Regions from separate parts of the Oryctolagus cuniculus genome. Here region 2 is linked to region 1. A link is a contact called in public Micro-C data. All regions are on one chromosome and are shown on one strand. The core of a region is the stretch at or near the end of the contact, and the rest is flanking DNA. Distances in the headings are between cores, read along the strand shown.

What was found. A called contact is a pair of places that touch in the nucleus more often than the background predicts.
Region 2: a Micro-C map of ear pinna shows a contact between it and region 1, with 4 times the contacts expected there. The contact joins two enhancer-like sites. A contact is called at or near these places in 2 of 6 Hi-C or Micro-C datasets (ear pinna and an unstated tissue).

The regions. Positions count from the first base shown.
Region 1 is chr1:232,372,353-232,376,208 of mOryCun1.1, forward strand. The region is part of intron 2 of LOC138847518 (a long non-coding RNA gene); the gene reads left to right. Among named protein-coding and RNA genes, the nearest start is that of IER5L, 95 kb to the left of the region's middle. Within about 2 kb of position 1,324, at least 5 of the 8 cell types and tissues checked have an H3K27ac peak or open chromatin away from gene starts, as enhancers often do. A contact at or near this core is called in ear pinna, where this site is marked.
Region 2 is chr1:232,457,022-232,461,178 of mOryCun1.1, forward strand. No RefSeq gene overlaps it. Among named protein-coding and RNA genes, the nearest start is that of C1H9orf50, 80 kb to the right of the region's middle. Within about 2 kb of position 2,575, at least 5 of the 8 cell types and tissues checked have an H3K27ac peak or open chromatin away from gene starts, as enhancers often do. A contact at or near this core is called in ear pinna, where this site is marked.

The DNA of each region.
Region 1 (3,856 bases), core at 74-2,573:
TGAAGATCAAACCTGCAAAGCTAAATGCTGAGAAGATGAGATACAGTAACATTCCAGGTTCAGGGTGGGATTAGGACACGGGCAAGCCGGGAGCAGGGGTGGGCTGGGGTCCCGCGAGCCTCCTGCCTGCGAGCCGTGGGCGCACCCTGGGTCCGGGGAATCTGCCAAAGTTCTATTGCCTGCAAGAGTGACAGAGCAGACCCCCAGCCAGGAAACAGCCCGTGGGTGCTGTGCAGGGGTGACCCCAGCAGTGTGGCAGGAGCCACTGAGGTGCAGTGGGGGGGGGGTTGTGCACGCTCAGCTGCTGGGTTGGGGCAGATTTTCAGGAGGAGCCGTCCTGGGTGGGCTTCCCCTGGGACATCTCAGCAGGACTTAGGGGTCCTCTGGCTACATCTGCTGCCCCCAACATAGGGTGTCGGGGCTCTGTGTCCAGCCTCTCTTCCCAGCATGGAGTGGAGCGCTCTGACCCCACCCACCGAGCTCAGGCCTGGATGGAGGACCCCCAGCCCCCAGCGGGGTGCTGGCGAGGGGGGGCTGGGAGGGTAGGCAGGGCCCAGAGCCCCTTTCCAGCCTGTAGGGACAGGCTTCTAGACCCAGTCTAGAAGTTTCTCTGGGCTCTTTGTTTTGAGGTTGTTTTGGGCGCAGACTCCCCCCCCCCAGTAAGCCGGGTGCGGGGGCTCCAGGCAGCCCTGGGTTTTCTGAACTTGAATCTGTGTCTTCCTCTCTCTGCCCTTGGAGGGGACTTGAGGCCCCGGGAGAGGAGGGGCTTGGTTGGGGGTCCTCAGAGAGCTCGGGGTCTCCTGTGTGGGTACCAGGGTCGTCGGGCAGGTGCTGTGTGGTGCTCAGCGGCTCCCCTGTGCCCGGGCCAGCGCGGCGTCTGTGAGCCCCTGTGGGCGGAGGTCGTCCCAGCCTGGGAGTTCAACGCTTCCTCCGTGCCTGCACTGCGCCCCGGCTGCAAGCAGGAGTTGGGGGTGCTGACCCCCCCGGAAGGGGGAGCAGGCTCGGCCACCTCTGGCCGAGCGCCGGCCGGCCGTCAGGCTGCCATTTGAAGCGTGTCCTGTTGGTGGCACCTTGGCGTGGCTCAGGTGTTCATGGAGTGAATGTGGTTTGCGCACAGCGACGTGCCGGCTGCTTCCGCTTGAGATCTGAGCGCCCGGAGCTGAACTTGACCGCGTCTCTCTCCCCACGAACCCTCCCGCGGCTCCTCACTGACTGTCCAGGCTGGGAGCAGCCCCAACGCCCGCTCTCCCTCCCCTCTCTCCCCCTCCCCCACTGGCTCCCGAAATGTCGCTTCCTCCAGGAAGCCCCCCTGCCCAGTTCAGGGACGCCAGCTCTGGCTCCGGTGGGTCCTGCCCTTCCTTCCCCTCGGTGGCAGGACCCCCAGCCCAGCCCAGCCCCGTGTCCCGCGCACGCTGGGGCAGGGCCTGCGGGGGCCACCTGAGCCGCTCCTCCGGAACACGGGAGGGGGCCTGGCGGCAGCCCGCGCCCACCCCCGGCCCCGCCGCCTGCAGACCCTGCCTGGGAGGGGCGAGGAAAGGGTTAACTGTTCCTGGCGGCCTCGTGCTGTGTCTGCGGCAGCTCCCCCTTCCGGGGCCGCCGCAGCCGGCGTTGGCGAGGAATGCGTGCAATGCAGCCACGCGGGCGGGCGGCGGCGGCCGCCGGGCCGGTCCCCGGTTGAGCAATCGCCCCGCCGGTTCCTGTAACTCCAGCCCCTCCCGCCTCCCCCGCCCGCCGGCTTCCGCCCACCCCACCCCCGCCCGCCGGGGCCCTGGGGTCGCCACGGAGGGCCGGAGAGAGCGGGCGGGGAGCGGGCAGCTCGGCCCAGAGAGGCCGGGGCCTCAGCCGACGTCACACAGCCTGGGAGGCACCAGAGAATTGGGCAACAGCCTGGGTTTGGCCTTCTGTGCCCACGCTGCAGCGGTGCACGGTGTGCACACGCACACGCGCGCACACACGCGCACACAGCGGCAGGTGAAGCTCTGAGCCGCGGGGACCTCCCCACCTCAGGGCAAAGACCCCCTTCGCCGCTCCTCTGCACCGGGCCCCAGGATCTGAGACAGGGTGGTGGCTCCCGCTGGGCTGGGTGCAGCCCCGACCCTCAGCGCACGCCCCCAGCCTGGCTCTGGGCCCCTCCCCCGCTTCCTCTTCCTCTTCCTCCCTCCCTCGGGTGCCTTTTAAGGGAGTGTCTTACTCTGTCCTAGCGCACAGCTGGGGGTGGCCGAGCCCCTCCCTCTGCCGGGGTGGGGGGCCCTGACTTCCCTGCTCTGCCGGAGTGGAGTTCAGAGACTGGGGCTGGGTGGGCTGGACCCGGAAGGACTCGCCCGGTCCTGTGGACCTGGGGGCCGTTGGGGGGCCTCTCTGGGTGTTGGCACTCACTCTCGCCAGCGCCCCCCCCCAGAGGTGCCACCTTGGGAACCCCTCCCCCATCTCCCCGTGATCCCGGGGTTCTGTGTCACATTCCCCTCTACACAGATCCAAAACACCCCTTTCACAGGTGAGGAGGCACAGAACCCGGTCGGTGAGCCAAGTGCTGGCCAGGCTGACCCCTCCGAGGAAGGAACAGAGAGGCCGGTGCACTTGTCCGGGGCCGCCCAGCTCTGAGGCCGCCCAGGCTGGCGGGGAACGCAGGCCAGCTGGCTCCAGGACCTGTGTTCGCAGCTCCAGAAGAAAGGGCCGGGCCACCTGGGCTGGGCGGCTTGGAGGGGGCGTGGCAAAGTGGGGGCAGCGCCCCCGGGACCCCCGGGACCCCGGAGTGACAGCCTCTTTCCCCAGGGCAGGCCGCTGGCGGAGGCGGAGGGCGGTGCCGCCCGGTGGCGGCTCCTCGCCCGCCGAGAAGGACCCCCCCCCGCCGGCTGGCGTGGACAGATGGACAGAGCAGCCCCCACCCCCACCCCGCTCGCGGCGCTGCCCCGCGTCGCCACCTCCTCCCGAGCAGGTTTCCTTTAAGAAGCCAGAAGATTGATTTCCTGGCGGGCTCTGCGCCGAGGAGCCGTCCAAATGGTTTGCGTGTCTGCATTTTTTACTGCTCCGTTTAATATGTATGCAAATGCCGGCCGCGCCGCCGCCGCAGCCACACGCGGCGCCCATTAGCGCGGCCGTCCTGGGCGCGCGCCGCGCTCCGAGCGACGGGCGGGCGGCCCTGACGGATGGGTGCGGGGGCCGCGCCGCGCGGCGGCTGTGTCACTTCTCCCGCTCATTTTTTTTTGGGGGGTGGGGGTGGGGAGAAGACCGAGAACCCACAGAGGAGAGATTTTAATATATGCAAAACCGTGGGGGCTGGGGGCGGGGGAGGGATGCGGGGCCCGGGGCTGCGGGGGGAGGGAGCCCGCACGGTCACCTTGGGAGAGCCGCGGCCGCGCTCGGCAGCGGAGCAGCTAGCGGGGCCCGGGGTAGGGAGGGGGAGTGGAAGAGGAGGGGGCGCGGGCTGGGGTCCGTGCGGGAAGCCCCGCCCCCACTGCCGCCGTCCTGGGCGCCTAACTTTATAGAGGTGATGTCATTCAGCCTCGCTCTGGCCAGAGGAGTTTGTGCAGTTGGGGAAACTGAGGCCCGGCCAAGCGAAGTACCTTGGGAAGGGCGACGGGGCGGGGGGGGGGGTGTGGGTGGGGAGGCGGGCCCTGCCAGGGCGCTGTCTGACCCCCGACCTCGCCCGCTCTGCCCTGTGGATGTGGTGCGTGTGCGCGCGTGTGCACGCGTGTGCCCACTCCGAATTTGCTGAGAGGAGCCCCGCCCCTGCTCCTCCCACCTGCCCGGCCACCAGGCAGGTAACCCACGGGCCTGCCTGAAAGCCCCAGATGTGAGGGGCTGGTTTTAAAGGAACGGCCAGGAAGGGGGGGCAGAGGCGGTGCAGAGAGGGGCT
Region 2 (4,157 bases), core at 1,325-3,824, 86 kb after region 1:
GCACTACATTAGCCCTACAAGCACTTTGTTAGTCCCCACTAAGTGCTATGTTAGCCCTACTAAGTGCTACATTAGCCCCCACTAAGCACTACATTAGCCCTACTAAGCGCTCCATTACTGCTGGGGAGAGTGGCCTTACTGATTATCAGTGCTGTTCATAACGTAACAAAAGGGCGAATGACTGCGAGAGAAAAGGACATATTTGAGTGTCCAGAGTCTGCAAGATGAGGGCTGGGGTGGGAGTCGGTCTCCCCGGGCCCCTCCCCGGGGGTCTCGGCACCATCACCTGCCACCTCCCACCTGCTCAGTCGCTTCAGGACTGGAAATTCCCAGTCCCCGCACTGGACGAGGCCACACACACACCCCCCTCGGCCCAGCCTGCCCAGAGGAGGCGCTCACTACCCACAAGGCTGCCCTCGGGGTAACTCCTGGGAGACAGAACCGGGTCCTGCCCGAATGAGCCCACCCCCCGCCCCGTGCCCTGGGGAGCTCAGCCAGCCTCAGGGGCAGCGGCCACCTCGCTGCGCCTGGCCACGCTCTGGACCGGCGGAGTCCAGCGGCACGTGCTGGAAGCGTGGGGATGGCGCAGCCCTGCAGAGGAGCCCCGGCCGCACCGGCCACCAGCGCCCGGCCCCTGGCGACGGCCGGTCTCGTCCCCTCTGCGCCAGGACTGCAGGCAGAGAACGGGAAAGATTCGCCCGCAAACCCCGGGGAAACACAGCCCCACCCGGCGGCTGCAGGTCCCTGTCGCCTGGTTTTTCTGCTCAGCTGAGGTCTGGAAGCTGCTCGGGGCTACCAGGTAAACCCTTGTGTCTCACTGGCGCCCAAGGACACTCCCGGGGTCAGCGGCCAGTGCCTGCCGCCAGAGGAGTCGGGTGTGAGCGCACAGTGGGTCCCCCGCACGTCACCTTGACCCATCTGTTAAAGGGGACGATCACTGTGCCCACTGTGCAGGGTTGGGGGACACCGAGACCCAAGCACACAGCAGGCCTCCAGGAAGTGAAAGCAACAAGCCAGACGGGAGACCGCCAGGGGCTTGGTTCAGATGCGGTGTTTGGCCCCTTGGGGTCCCAGGCTTGGACGGTGCTGGAGCCACACCCGCGGGAGCGGCCTCCACTGCCGAGTCCCGAGTCCCGGCGGGGTCTTGACCCAGGAGGCCCCTCCGGCCCCCAGGCCCTCCAGCTCAGCTGCTGGTGTTCTCGCTGGGGGAACTGCGGGGTTGGAACCACGTGGCTGCCGGCATGGACGCAGCCCGGGGCCTTGGGCAGCTCCGGCCGGCGGCAGAGGCGGTCCTGGCTGACCTTGCCAGGGCCGGCGCGGGTGGGGACGGCGCTGCCGGGGCTGGGGCGCGCGCAGTGTTCCGTGCGGGGAGGCAGGCAGTGCCTGTGCAGGCCGCTTGGGCTCAAAGCCCAGCTCTGTCCTCTCTACCTGGGTGACCTTGGCCCAGCTCCGCAAAAGGCTGTGTGCACCTGCAGAGGTGACTTCCAAGCCGGGCAGGGTCCCAGGGCGCGGGGCTCCAGACCTCTGAGGCCCAGACTGGAGGCGGGAAGAATGGACCGGGAGGGAGGGGAGAGGGTTTGAGGGTGCGGCTCCTGCAACTGCCCCTCCCCCACTGCTGCCTGTGTGTGACCCTTGGAGAAGGCAGGCTGAGGGCCCTGGGGCAGTGGCCTGGGGTTGACCTGCCTTTGAGACTGACCTTCCAACGTCTGACCCCAAGGCAGGCTGCAGGTTACCCAGGACTTACGGCTGAGAGCCGGCGTGGGGAGCATGGGGGGTCCTGGGCTTGTCTGCCAGCTGTGGCTTCCAACAGGGGGGCCTCCGGAGCCCCCAAACACGCCCCCAGCTCCCGCGCCCCACCCCCACCTCCTCAAGTCTCCACTCTGCAGAGGAGCAAGTCTGGGCTCAGAGAGGGCGAGCCCCAGCCTGAGGCCGCCCAGCAATGGGAGGGGGGGGCCTGCCCCCACCCCTCCCCACGCCGCCCCCTGCCGCGGGCACGGCCGGAAGCTGAGACTTGGAGGCCAGGCTCTTCCCACGCCCCCTCCCCCTTTCCCGGTGCGCGGCTCCCCTCCCCCAGCTCTAGGGGCGGCCCCGGCGCTGTCTCTCCCGCTTCCGCAGGATCCCCCGCGCGCCTCCGGGAGCCCACCCCGAGGCAGCTTTCTCACAACAGGACCCCCGCGTGGGGACGCCGCGGGGCCCAGCGGGAGAGCCCGGCCGCGGGGTCAGGCGAGGCGGGGGTCTCCGCGGCCGCCGCCCCCCCCTCCCCGGCCCTGGCTCGCCCCTCCCCGCCCAGGCCCGCTGAATAATTGATTCGCCCAGAAACCAGGGCTCTGCGGGGCGCGCCAGCCCCGCGCCCCCCGGGTGGCGGTCCCCGGCTCGGGCCGGGCGGGGGTCGCGGGCCGCTGGGCTGTGCGTGCCCGGGCTCACTGCTGCGCTCCGCGGGCCGGCTTTTTCCCCCCTTTTTTCTCTTTCCTTTTTTTTTTTTTTTTCTTTCCTGGAGCGGAGCCCGGCGCCAGGAGTCTGGAACCCGCCTGACAAGCTTTTGAGTTATGGAGGGGGGAGGGGTGGCGCGCAGCGCGGGGGGCGGGGAGGGGCGCGGCGCGCTCCCGCGGACTGGGCCAGGGCGCGCGCACCGGCTCCGGGCGAGGGTCTGGCGGCGGCGGCGGCGGCCGGGAGGGGGCGAAGCCGGCCCCCGCGCCGCAGTGCAGGGGGCCCGGGCGGGCGGCCTCCCGCGCCGAGCGCCGCATTCCTTTCCGCTGAACTGGGCGCCGGGGCCCGCGCCGCGCCCTGCACGCAGCCCCGGGCGGGCTGGGCGGGGGGGCGTGTGTGCCGGCCCCCGCCCCCCTGCAGGAAGCGCTCCTTTACCGGTGGGCGGGGCCCCAGCACAACTAGGGTCGTCCCTGGCGGGGTCGCCCCGCAGCTCGCCGTCTGCTCGGGGCGTCCCTCGGCCTGGCTCAGGACTGCGCGCTGGTTGGAGGCACGGGGGCGGGGGCCCCTTAGCTTCTCTGGTCCCCGCGCCGGGCAGGCGTGGGGAGGCGGGGTCCGGAGTGAGGGGCACCCACGACCCCAGGGCGCCCGGGATCGGAGCTGGAGACTCCCCGACCAGCAGCGGCCCGCCCCTTGCACTGTGGAGTTGCTGCGCCTGCCGCAGTGGGCTTCTGTGCACCTGGGTTTCCCTCAGGGACCCCCAGCCCAGCACCGCTTGTCCCCCCCAGCTGGTTGGTGACCCGGATGTCCCTGCATGCTCCCAGCTGTGTGGCCTTCACCCCCCACCCCGAGTCACCCGCGCCCCCTCTGGCTGCTCGGCGCCAGCCTCTCCTGGGTTCTGGAAGATTCCATGAGGCTCTGCAGGCCTGGGCTTAGCATAGAGCCTGGCACATGGCGAGTGCGCCGCCGCCGCGCTGTTGTTTGTTGAGATTTCCCAGGACCCGCCCCCCAGCCCCCCGCCGAGCCGGTGTCGAAATCACCCCAAGCCAAGCTGCTGAGCAGAAGTTTCCAGTCTCCCTGGCAAAGCTGGGAAGAGTTTGGGTGCGGCTCAGAGACGCAGCTGGGCAGGCTGCGCAGGGCCAGGGCTGGGGAGGGCCCCCAGATGTTCTTGGCGGCCCTGGGGGCTGGGGGAGGGGAGCGCTGCCCCTCCCCCGCCCAGCGCTGCTGCAGCACCGCCAAAGGCTGGCGGTGGTCTGTGGTCAGCAGCCACTGGCTCTGCCCCCGCCTGAGCTCCCCTGCACCCCCGGGAGTGGGGGGGAAAGCCCTACCAGTGCCCGGGTAGGCATGGCACAGCCTCACCTGGGGAAAGCACCAGGCCCGCCAGGCCTCTGCCTGGGTCACCGCTGGGCAGCGGGCAGGGGAGGGGGCAGGTCCTTCCTGGCTTCACTCCCGCGGGGCCTCGTGACCCTGGGCGGTCAGCGTGGGCTCTCTCGACCTTGGTCTCCTGTGTCTGCAAACCAGACACACAGAGGGAAGGAAGCGTTGGAGTGGGAAGAGCCGGGCGTGGAGTCCTAGCCTGGCCCAAGCTCGGACAAGTCCGAAGGAGGCTAGGACAAGGCCAAGTACAGAGAACGGGTGCCGGCCGCCCCTTGCCGGTGCCACGGTGCTGGGCTGTCCTCCAGGTGTCCTGGGCTCAGAGACGGCAGGTCACCCCCCAAGGACACGCGGCGGGG